Regions from separate parts of the Mus musculus genome. Here all the other regions are linked to region 2. A link is a contact called in public HiChIP or PLAC-seq and promoter capture Hi-C data. All regions are on one chromosome and are shown on one strand. The core of a region is the stretch at or near the end of the contact, and the rest is flanking DNA. Distances in the headings are between cores, read along the strand shown.

Evidence for each region. Promoter capture Hi-C pulls out the DNA fragments that hold promoters and counts their contacts. HiChIP or PLAC-seq counts read pairs in DNA pulled down with a chosen protein or histone mark.
Region 1: a contact with region 2 is called in an H3K27ac HiChIP or PLAC-seq map of thymic regulatory T cells, with 7 times the contacts expected there. The contact joins the promoter of Ndufc1 here to the promoter of Lhfp in region 2. A contact is called at or near these places in 1 of 39 promoter capture datasets (pre-B cells), 3 of 115 datasets of contacts at active chromatin or transcription factors (astrocytes, double positive thymocytes and thymic regulatory T cells) and 1 of 9 other capture datasets (adipose tissue).
Region 3: a contact with region 2 is called in a promoter capture Hi-C map of cranial neural crest. The contact joins the promoter of Rfxap here to the promoter of Lhfp in region 2. A contact is called at or near these places in 1 of 39 promoter capture datasets (cranial neural crest) and 1 of 9 other capture datasets (liver).

What each region holds. Positions count from the first base shown.
Region 1 is chr3:51,407,684-51,410,383 of GRCm38.p6, forward strand. It overlaps Ndufc1 (NADH:ubiquinone oxidoreductase subunit C1), which reads right to left and starts at 1,272. Exons shown (of 4, transcript NM_025523.1): 1 at 1,181-1,272; 2 at 462-565. The coding sequence starts at 1,247.
Region 2 is chr3:53,040,179-53,042,931 of GRCm38.p6, forward strand. It overlaps Lhfp (lipoma HMGIC fusion partner), which reads left to right and starts at 1,369. Exons shown (of 4, transcript NM_175386.3): 1 at 1,369-1,596.
Region 3 is chr3:54,806,502-54,809,201 of GRCm38.p6, forward strand. It overlaps Rfxap (regulatory factor X-associated protein), which reads right to left and starts at 1,290. Exons shown (of 3, transcript NM_133231.2): 1 at 698-1,290. The coding sequence starts at 1,174.

The DNA.
Region 1 (2,700 bases), core at 22-2,521, 1.6 Mb before region 2:
CTATACTTTTGTGTACCTCTGTGTGTGTGTGTGTGTGTGTGTGTGTGTGTGTATGCAATGTCTAAATACAGTATGCTGTCCTTCCAACCTTAGAAGCCTCACACTGTGATTAAATGACCAACCCTCACCTCTGTGTATGTTAATTAGAAGTCAGAGAGCAGCTACTTTCTTAGAACCACAGTCTGACAGACTGTGTAACTAGAACAATGACTAATGCAATGATAAGATTCTTGGGAATCAAAGACCTAATTTCAATCCTTAATGATCTCCGCAGCAATTAAGCCTTCCATCAGGAAAAACTTTCAAAAATGTAGATGAACTTGGAGCCGCAGAGATGGCTTGGCAGTTAAGAGCATGTACTGCTTGCAAAGGACCCAAGTTTGGTCCCCAGGACCAACAACAAGCAGCTCAGAAATGTCTGTAACTTCAGCTCCAGGGGACTCGGTGAGTACGGTACTCACATAAATCCACATGAAAACCGAGGCGCCCACGGACAGTCCAACTGCCAACCAGTTAGGTTTGGCATTGACTGGCTCCCGGACATAGAACTTCGACCGTGTTGAAGCTGAAAAAGGAAAGAGAATATGTGTTTTATTGATGTCTGCGAGGAATATCTAACATATACTAGTGATGTAATTTTTGAGATAGAGGTTCTTGTAGTGCGGGCTGGCCCTGAATTCCTGATTGCCTGTCTCCACTTCCACCGGGCTGGGATTCCAGGCGCGCTCCACTACGGCTTTGTTGTCATTTGTCCTCTATCTGTTCGTCCCCAATTTAAAGAGTCAAGGAAACATAGTTCAAAGAACCTAAGTAATTTGTTCGGGGACACCAGCAGAGACAGAAGGTCGTCCTTGGTACTCAGGGCGCCTTCAAAGCTTGGGTTAAAGCCTCGTCGGCCCTCATAGGCTCTGGAGTGGGAGGTTGGGAGGCAGCCCCGGAAGGGTCTCCCAGACATTGAAAAGCCTGGGACAAAAAGACTCAAAATCCATTCGCAGAGGTCAGGGTTTAGCCTGGAGGAAAGCTGACGGCTAATGATGAGTGGAGAACCCGGCTCGCGGCCAGTGAAGGTCACTGCAGGTCGGCCTGGACCGCGACCTCCTCCTCCTCCGGAGATTCCAGGGTGGCTCGTGTTGGATGAGGGCTAGGCTGAGGGCCGAATGGGCTCTGAAAAGACACTCACAGCAGCTCGGCAGCCGGGCGGGGGCCAGCAGCCGCGAAAACGAGCGCAGCACTACGGACGGCGCCATCTTGTTCCGCAGGCTCCGCCTCTTCTCGGGTTGCTCGTTTGGCCGAGCTGGCACCGCCTTCTCCCTGCGCGCGCATCTCCGGTTGGTGGCGCAGAGCGCAGCGCCCCCTGGCAGCAGAACTGGGACTCGCAGGTGGGCCAGACTCCTACCTTCATTCAGTACAAGGTTCCCAAGAACCCGGACTTAGTGGGCTGTGAATAAAACAAAGGGTACGAAGAGGGTTGGGGCTGGGAAAGCAGTTTGTCCATCTCCAGGGTGCTGGTCAGGTTTACTACAGAGTTCGTTTGTCAGCCAAAAACTCGTGTGCTTTACACGAGTCATTACAGTGACTGTAGGATGTGCTGTGATTATTAGCATCTACTAAGAGATGTGCTCAAAGATAAACTTGTTGACGAAGGGAACTTTGTATTTGCAAAGGCTCTTAACAGTTCCTAAAATCCACTTATACTCAAAATCACATTGATTCCTCTCAGTCCTATGAGGTAGGTTCTGTTATTCATCGGGGTGGAATCCTACATCGCCGTCAAGTGCCTTACCACTGAGCTACATAGCCCCACATAGTTTTTTTTTTTTTGTTTTTGTTTTTTTTTTTAACTTTTTGAGAAAGGGTCTCGCTAAGGTTCCCATGCACTTGATCTTCCTGCCTCCTGAGGAGCTGGGATTATAGACCTTTGTCACCAGGCCCTGATAAAATTCTTATATATGGAGGCTGGAGAGATGGCTAAGCAATTAATAGCACTGCTTAGCCATCCAGAGGTCCTGAGTTCAATTTCCAGCAACCACATGGTGGCTCACAACCCTCTGTAATGGGATCCCATGCCCTCTTCTGGTGTATTTGAAGACAGTGACAGTGTACTTACATAAAACAAATAAGTAAATCTTTAAAAAAAATTTTTATAGATGTTAGATGACAGTGATCTGACTGGTTCAGATGGCAGAGGCATCCAGTGTGTGGTCCTCAGAACTCTAGATCTAGAGTCCATTAGCTCACTTAACAATGGGATTGGCTATAATGCCAGGAGCCTATATAGAACAAGATTCAAACGGTCATGTCTCTGTACCATTTGGGTATACTACATTTCAACAATATATTCTTTAGTTGTTACTTAATCTCTACTATAGTTGTCTATTGATAACGTAAAACTTATCCTTGTAGGATAGTTGGGAAGTTTAGGTGTTATCTGAAAGTACTAAATGCCCAGTTTGCCTATTCAAGACACTGTTTTCTTTTTAAATAATTTATTTTTATTTTAAGAACATTGCTGTTTTGACTGTATGTATCTCTGCATGAGAGTGTCAGATTCCCTGGAACAGGCGTTCCAGGCAGTTGTGAGCTGCCATATGGGTGCTGGGAGTGGAATCTGGGTCTTCTGGAAGAGCAGCTGGTGCTTCTAACCACTGAGCTATCTCTCCAGCCTCAAGTCACTATTCTTTAAAATATAAAAAACCAAAA
Region 2 (2,753 bases), core at 119-2,618:
AACCTGAGGTTCATGGGTGAGCTAAAAACCATGTGACATTTTGAAACATGACTTCCCAGCCTTGGCCCTACTCACACTTCAAGCTAGATGATTCTGGGTGTGCCCTGTGTAGTTACAGAGCAGACTCCTGGCTTTATGGACTGGCTGCCAGTAGGGCCTTCCCAGTCTATGGGTCATGCTTACCCCAAATATCTCCAGACTCTGCCAAATGTCTCCCAGGAACTATTCTTTCCTCTTCTCAAGACTATTGTGATAAACTTAATGTGTATTACATCGCTTTCCTGGGAGGCTCATTACCTGTATCCTATTCCTACAAAGGAAAGGCTTGGAATCAATCACTTAAAACCTTTCAAACAATCCTGAAACAACCTGTCTCCAGCTGATGCCGCCCAATTCAATGGTGCACTCGAAATTTTATTATGAAATATATTCCTACCCAGTTATTACTTCCAGCTGCTTTGAAAAAGGCACATCACAAAAACTGCATCTAGGCAAGTATGTACTTCAAAAGTTGCTGGTCCCAGATGGCAGCTTCCTAAAATAACTGTCCTCTGTGGAGACTCCAGAGGTCAGTCAGTCACCCACAGAATACGGCTCTGGCTTCCGAAGGGTTAAAAAGGCTGATGGCAAGTCAGAACTGGGCAGGGCCTGAGAAGAAATCAAAAGGAGCAGATTTCAGAAAGGAAATTCAAAGGTTGTGTAGATAGATGTTAAAGCTGATCATGGGTTGGGGAGTGGAGTGGGTAAGAGGCAGGGAAGGGGACGGGAGGAGAAAGGAGGGTAGCAGAAAGAGGAGAGAGGGTGAGAGGGGAGGTAAGGGAGTGGGGGGAAACCCAGGAAAGAGGAAGAGGAAAAAGAGGAAGAGAAATGTCTTGAAAGAAGTTCCCAAAGGTTTGCAGCTGTTGGGAGAGGCTGGCAGGGGAGTAGCCTGCCTTCTTTCTTTCTGGCTTTGCCCCCACGGAATCCAGCAGCCTCGCATGGCGTGCCCAGCCTTCTCTTTCCTATGTCCACACCCGTCATGCTCTCTGCCCTCCAAAGTGACCACTTCTCAAGAGCCCCTTAAAGCTCATAGACATCGCTCTCCCCATCTCTGAGGCTACTTCCCATCCTGGTCCTCATAAAGGCCGCGCGAACACTGCAGCCCCAGACCCCAGGGTTTGACCCAGAAAAGCAAACAGGGGTCGGGTGTGGCCTCGGCGCCCCCGGGGAGCTGCGGGGAAGGCGAGCAACTTTCTCCCTGGATTCTCAGTCTGTCTGCCGCCCCCACTCTCGCGCGTCCAGGACTGCGCGGCGGGGCCGAGGGGAGGGGACAGCGGCAAAGGGAGGGCGGGGAAGAGGCGGCGCGTGCCTCGCCTGCCAAAGCTGGAGCCGGCATCCACCGTGTTCCCGGGCCGCACGGCCGCAGCCGGCGGGCTCTCCGGGTGGGTCCCCCTGACCCTCCACCCCAGCTCTCCAGACTCGCCTCGATCTCCGTCGGGATAGTGGCAAAGGCAAGAAAGACAGTCTTCTTTGGTGCCGCGCTGTCCCCGCCAGGGAAAGACAGCAAGTTGTGCTGCGCCCGGGACTCGCGAGGGACCGCGGCCGCCGCCCGACCGGGTAAGTAGCGCGCCCCGGGGCCCCGTGCCCGGGTCCCTCCTGTCTTTCCGAGTGGCATAGTTCAGCTGAGGTCCTGTCGGCCTCCGGGGGGTGCTGCCTTCCTTTCCATCCTTATCCGTCCCTTTCTCAGAGCCGGCTGCAAGAACTTCCCCGTGCCGCTTTGCATCCAGAGATCATTGTGTGTGTTCCTGTGTGCTCCAGGGTGCGGTGCGTGCGTCTAGCAGTTTTGGGGGAGGATGGTGGGTTTAAGTTCATCTGGACTAGGGTAACTCACTCCAGCTGAGAAAGAGGTCCCTTTCTTCCCACTCCCCACCTTTAATGGTAACCCCCAGACCAACTCAACTTCAGCCTCTGCTCACAGCTGACACGATTTTAAAAACCGTAGCCAGAGGGAGCTCCCCTTTGGGTAGAATCCAGAACAGAGGGCGAGCAAAGTGTAGGAGACTGGAGTTTGGAAGCAGTTTGCAGATGGAACCCGACGGGGTGGGGGTGTTCTTCTGTGTTCTTTGTGGAGAGTGTAGCCAGGTGTGCAAGCCAGCCCACCTCATCGAACCCTTTTGAATAGCTGACTTGACATTAGGTATTGGAAAAGAGTGAGTGCTTGGTCTGAAATGGCCAGCAGGTGAAAGCACTGAAGCCAAGGAGTCAAAATAGGAGGCGTGAACACATTTGCCCCGGAAAATTAAGACAGAAGGCGTTTTTAGTGTTATCGAGTACTGGGGGTGTGTAACTATATATCACCCGATATATACACCCGAGTGGTGAATACTGTTAGTTAAATTTACAGTAACTGGGGGTGTGTAACTATATATCCAATGTATACACCTGAGTGGTGAATACTGTTAGTTAAATTTACAGTACTTCTGTAATTGTATGAAGTTCCCACTATCATGTTGCTTGGTTGGCACACTCATCAAGTGATGCCGAGGAGTGGCTAGAAACTAAGTGTGAACTTGCAAGCCAAATAAACAAACTACTGTATGGTCCATTTTATTTTAATATCCGGAATTATGTCTCCTGCTAGTAAAAAATGCTACATTGCTTTTAATGTGAGTATGTGAAATGAATTCACTGGCTTGGCAAATAGAAGCCATTCGTTTCTTTAAGTAAATAGCTGTCAGAGTTAATTTGGGAGCATTTTTACAGGAGATAAAGAC
Region 3 (2,700 bases), core at 40-2,539, 1.8 Mb after region 2:
AATGCTAATACCACAAAAATCAGACGTTTATAGTAGCAATAATTTTGAGTCATCTAGGCCAAACTTCCACAAATGTTAGAAGTTCCCCTTCAAAAGGAACTTCTGTGGTAAGGAGTCTTTCTACTTTTTACGGGTTTTGTTTTGTTTTTTAAACAGCTCTAATACTTAGGTGGACTTTGCTGGGTCTGAGCTGAAATGCACACCACTTATAATTTTCACCTAACCAAAATAAATCCGAAGAAACACTAATTGGGCATTATCTTAAGGGCAAAAGACGAGGGAGCCGAGACTTAAGGGAGATGAATAATGGACCTAAATACAGACAGCTAGCAGCAGAAGCCCAATTGCAGGGCACTGGCGTCTCTCTTCCAAGCTTGACTTGAATCAAGCAACCGAGCAACGCCCATGTGTGCTGTAAGTTACTACCCCACTGTCAATCCAACTTTTCTCAGGGGCCAGGGAGTCTAAGAAAAAAAAACAAAGTCACCAAAGTTACAGAAAACCAACAGGGTGTGTCAATGTGCCGGATGCCTCGGGGTAGACACTGGGAAGGGTTTACTAAGGAGAGGTGTAGATCACCTCCAAAGTGCCCATGTCAGCTGGAGCAGAGGATGAGCCCTTGGGGAGACCCTGAGTGTGTACCAAGTAGGTTGGCACCCATCTGCCCTGGCCCCGGGGCCCCGAGGAGCAAGCATACCTCCAGTTTGACGTTGCCTGTGCTGGCCGCGGACGGGCCGCCAGAGCCCAGTGCCTGGTCGCTCTTCTTCTTCTTGTACTTGTCCTTGTACATCTTGTTGCGGTGCTTCTTGCACATCCAGGGCTTGCGCTGCTTGGCCACCTGGCTGGTGGTCTCGCGGCAGCCCTCGTACGTGCAGGTCTTGGAGCCTCGCCTGCGCGCTGCGCCGCCACCCTCCGCGTCCTCGTCCTCCAGCTCCTCCGGGCTGGCCGCACTCTCGCCGCCGCCCGCCGGGTCCGATGTGTCCAGCAGGTCGGCGTCGTCGTCCCCCGCCTCGTCCTCGGCGTCTGCCGCCGCCTCACTCCCCGCCAGGCCCGGCCTCAGAGCGCCGTCCGCCTCGGCCTCGTCCTGCCGCATCACCAGCACCGTCACCGGAGGGGCCGTCCGGGGACTGGCGGTGCTCGGCCCCGAGCCCTCGGGCACAGCCTGCGCCTCCGTGCTGCCGCCCGAGCCCGGGTCCGCCACCGCGGCCCGTCAGCTCTTGAGAAACACAACCGTACTCGACAAGCGGCAGCCCGCCGCACGTCCCGGAGCCGAACCGCCAGCACTGCACTGCGCGTGCGCCGTAGCGGTCCGCGAGCCTCTGCTTGGGAACGGCGAGAGGGGCGGGGTTGAGCAGGTGCGAGACAGAACCGACTGCGCCTGCGCGGCGGCCATCCGCAAGCGATTCCTAGGTGCAGGCTGACCAAGAACCCGGCTGACAGCCGGTCGTGGTGGCGCATGCCTTTAATCCCAGCACTCGGGAGGCAGAGGCAGGCAAATTTCTGAGTTCGAGGCCAGCCTGGTCTACAAAGTGAGTTCCAGGACAGCCAGGGCTACACAGAGAAACCCTGTCTCCTTCCAGGCGGGGCGGAGCGGCTGACAGAAGTCCCGATTGCGCATGCGCAGCTGTCCTCCGCTCGCCTGGCGCTCACCAGTTGGAAAGACTGGAGAATGGAGACTGGAGGACGGCCAGGAGACACTTTCTGCCTGGACCCATCCTCCCTGACGGGTTCAAAACGCGTCTCTCCTGGAACGTCTCTGGATAGATTAGGTTCCCGAGAGGCCTGAAGAGGAGTTTGAAACAACTCGAGGAGGAAACGGTTTATTTGGCTAATGCATCCCAGTCAAGTCCCATGGGGACATGGAGGAAAGCTTGCTCACAAGCTCTGGTTCGCCTTAGGGTTTCTACCCAGTGCGGACGCTCCTGCCTTTTCTGACATTCCCAGTAATGAGATTGTTGACTCATGTGACAGTTCTGTTTTTATTTTCCCCACAAGCTGCTCTCTGTCTTCCATAGTGGGTGCTCGGGTTGGCGTTCACACTAGCAGTGTAGGAGAGGTCCCTTTTCCCGTATTCCCCCAACCCCCGCCAGTGCTCGATAGATATCTTATCTCTGATAATAACCGTTTCATCTGGGATGAGATAGATAACACTGTTCTTCAGGATTAGGGATGTATATTACATACACCTGTTGGTCTTTGCATGCTTTCCTTTGTGAACCAACTACATCGCCCATTTCAATAGGATTATTAGGTTATTATTATTGTTATTACTTATTTTTATTACGTTTGTTTGAATTCTTTTCTTTCTTTTTTGTTTGTTTTTGTTTTTTTGAGACAGACAGGGTTTCTCTGTATAGCCCTGGCTGTGCTGGAACTCACTCTGTAGACCAGGCTGGCCTCGAACTCAGAAATCCACTCAGAAATCCACCTGCCTCTGCCTTCCCAGTGCTGGGATTAAAGGCGTGCGCCACCACGCCCAGCCTTTGTTTGAATTCTTTATTTGTTTGTTTATTTATTTATTATATGCAAGTACACTGTAGCTGTCCTCAGACACTCCAGAAGAGGGAGTCAGATCTCCTTACGGATGGTTGTGAGCCACTATGTGGTACCTTTGGAAGAGCCGTCGGGTGCTCTTACCCACTGAGCCATCTCACCAGCAGACATTCTGATGTTAACTACTCATCAAATGTAGCTTGCAAA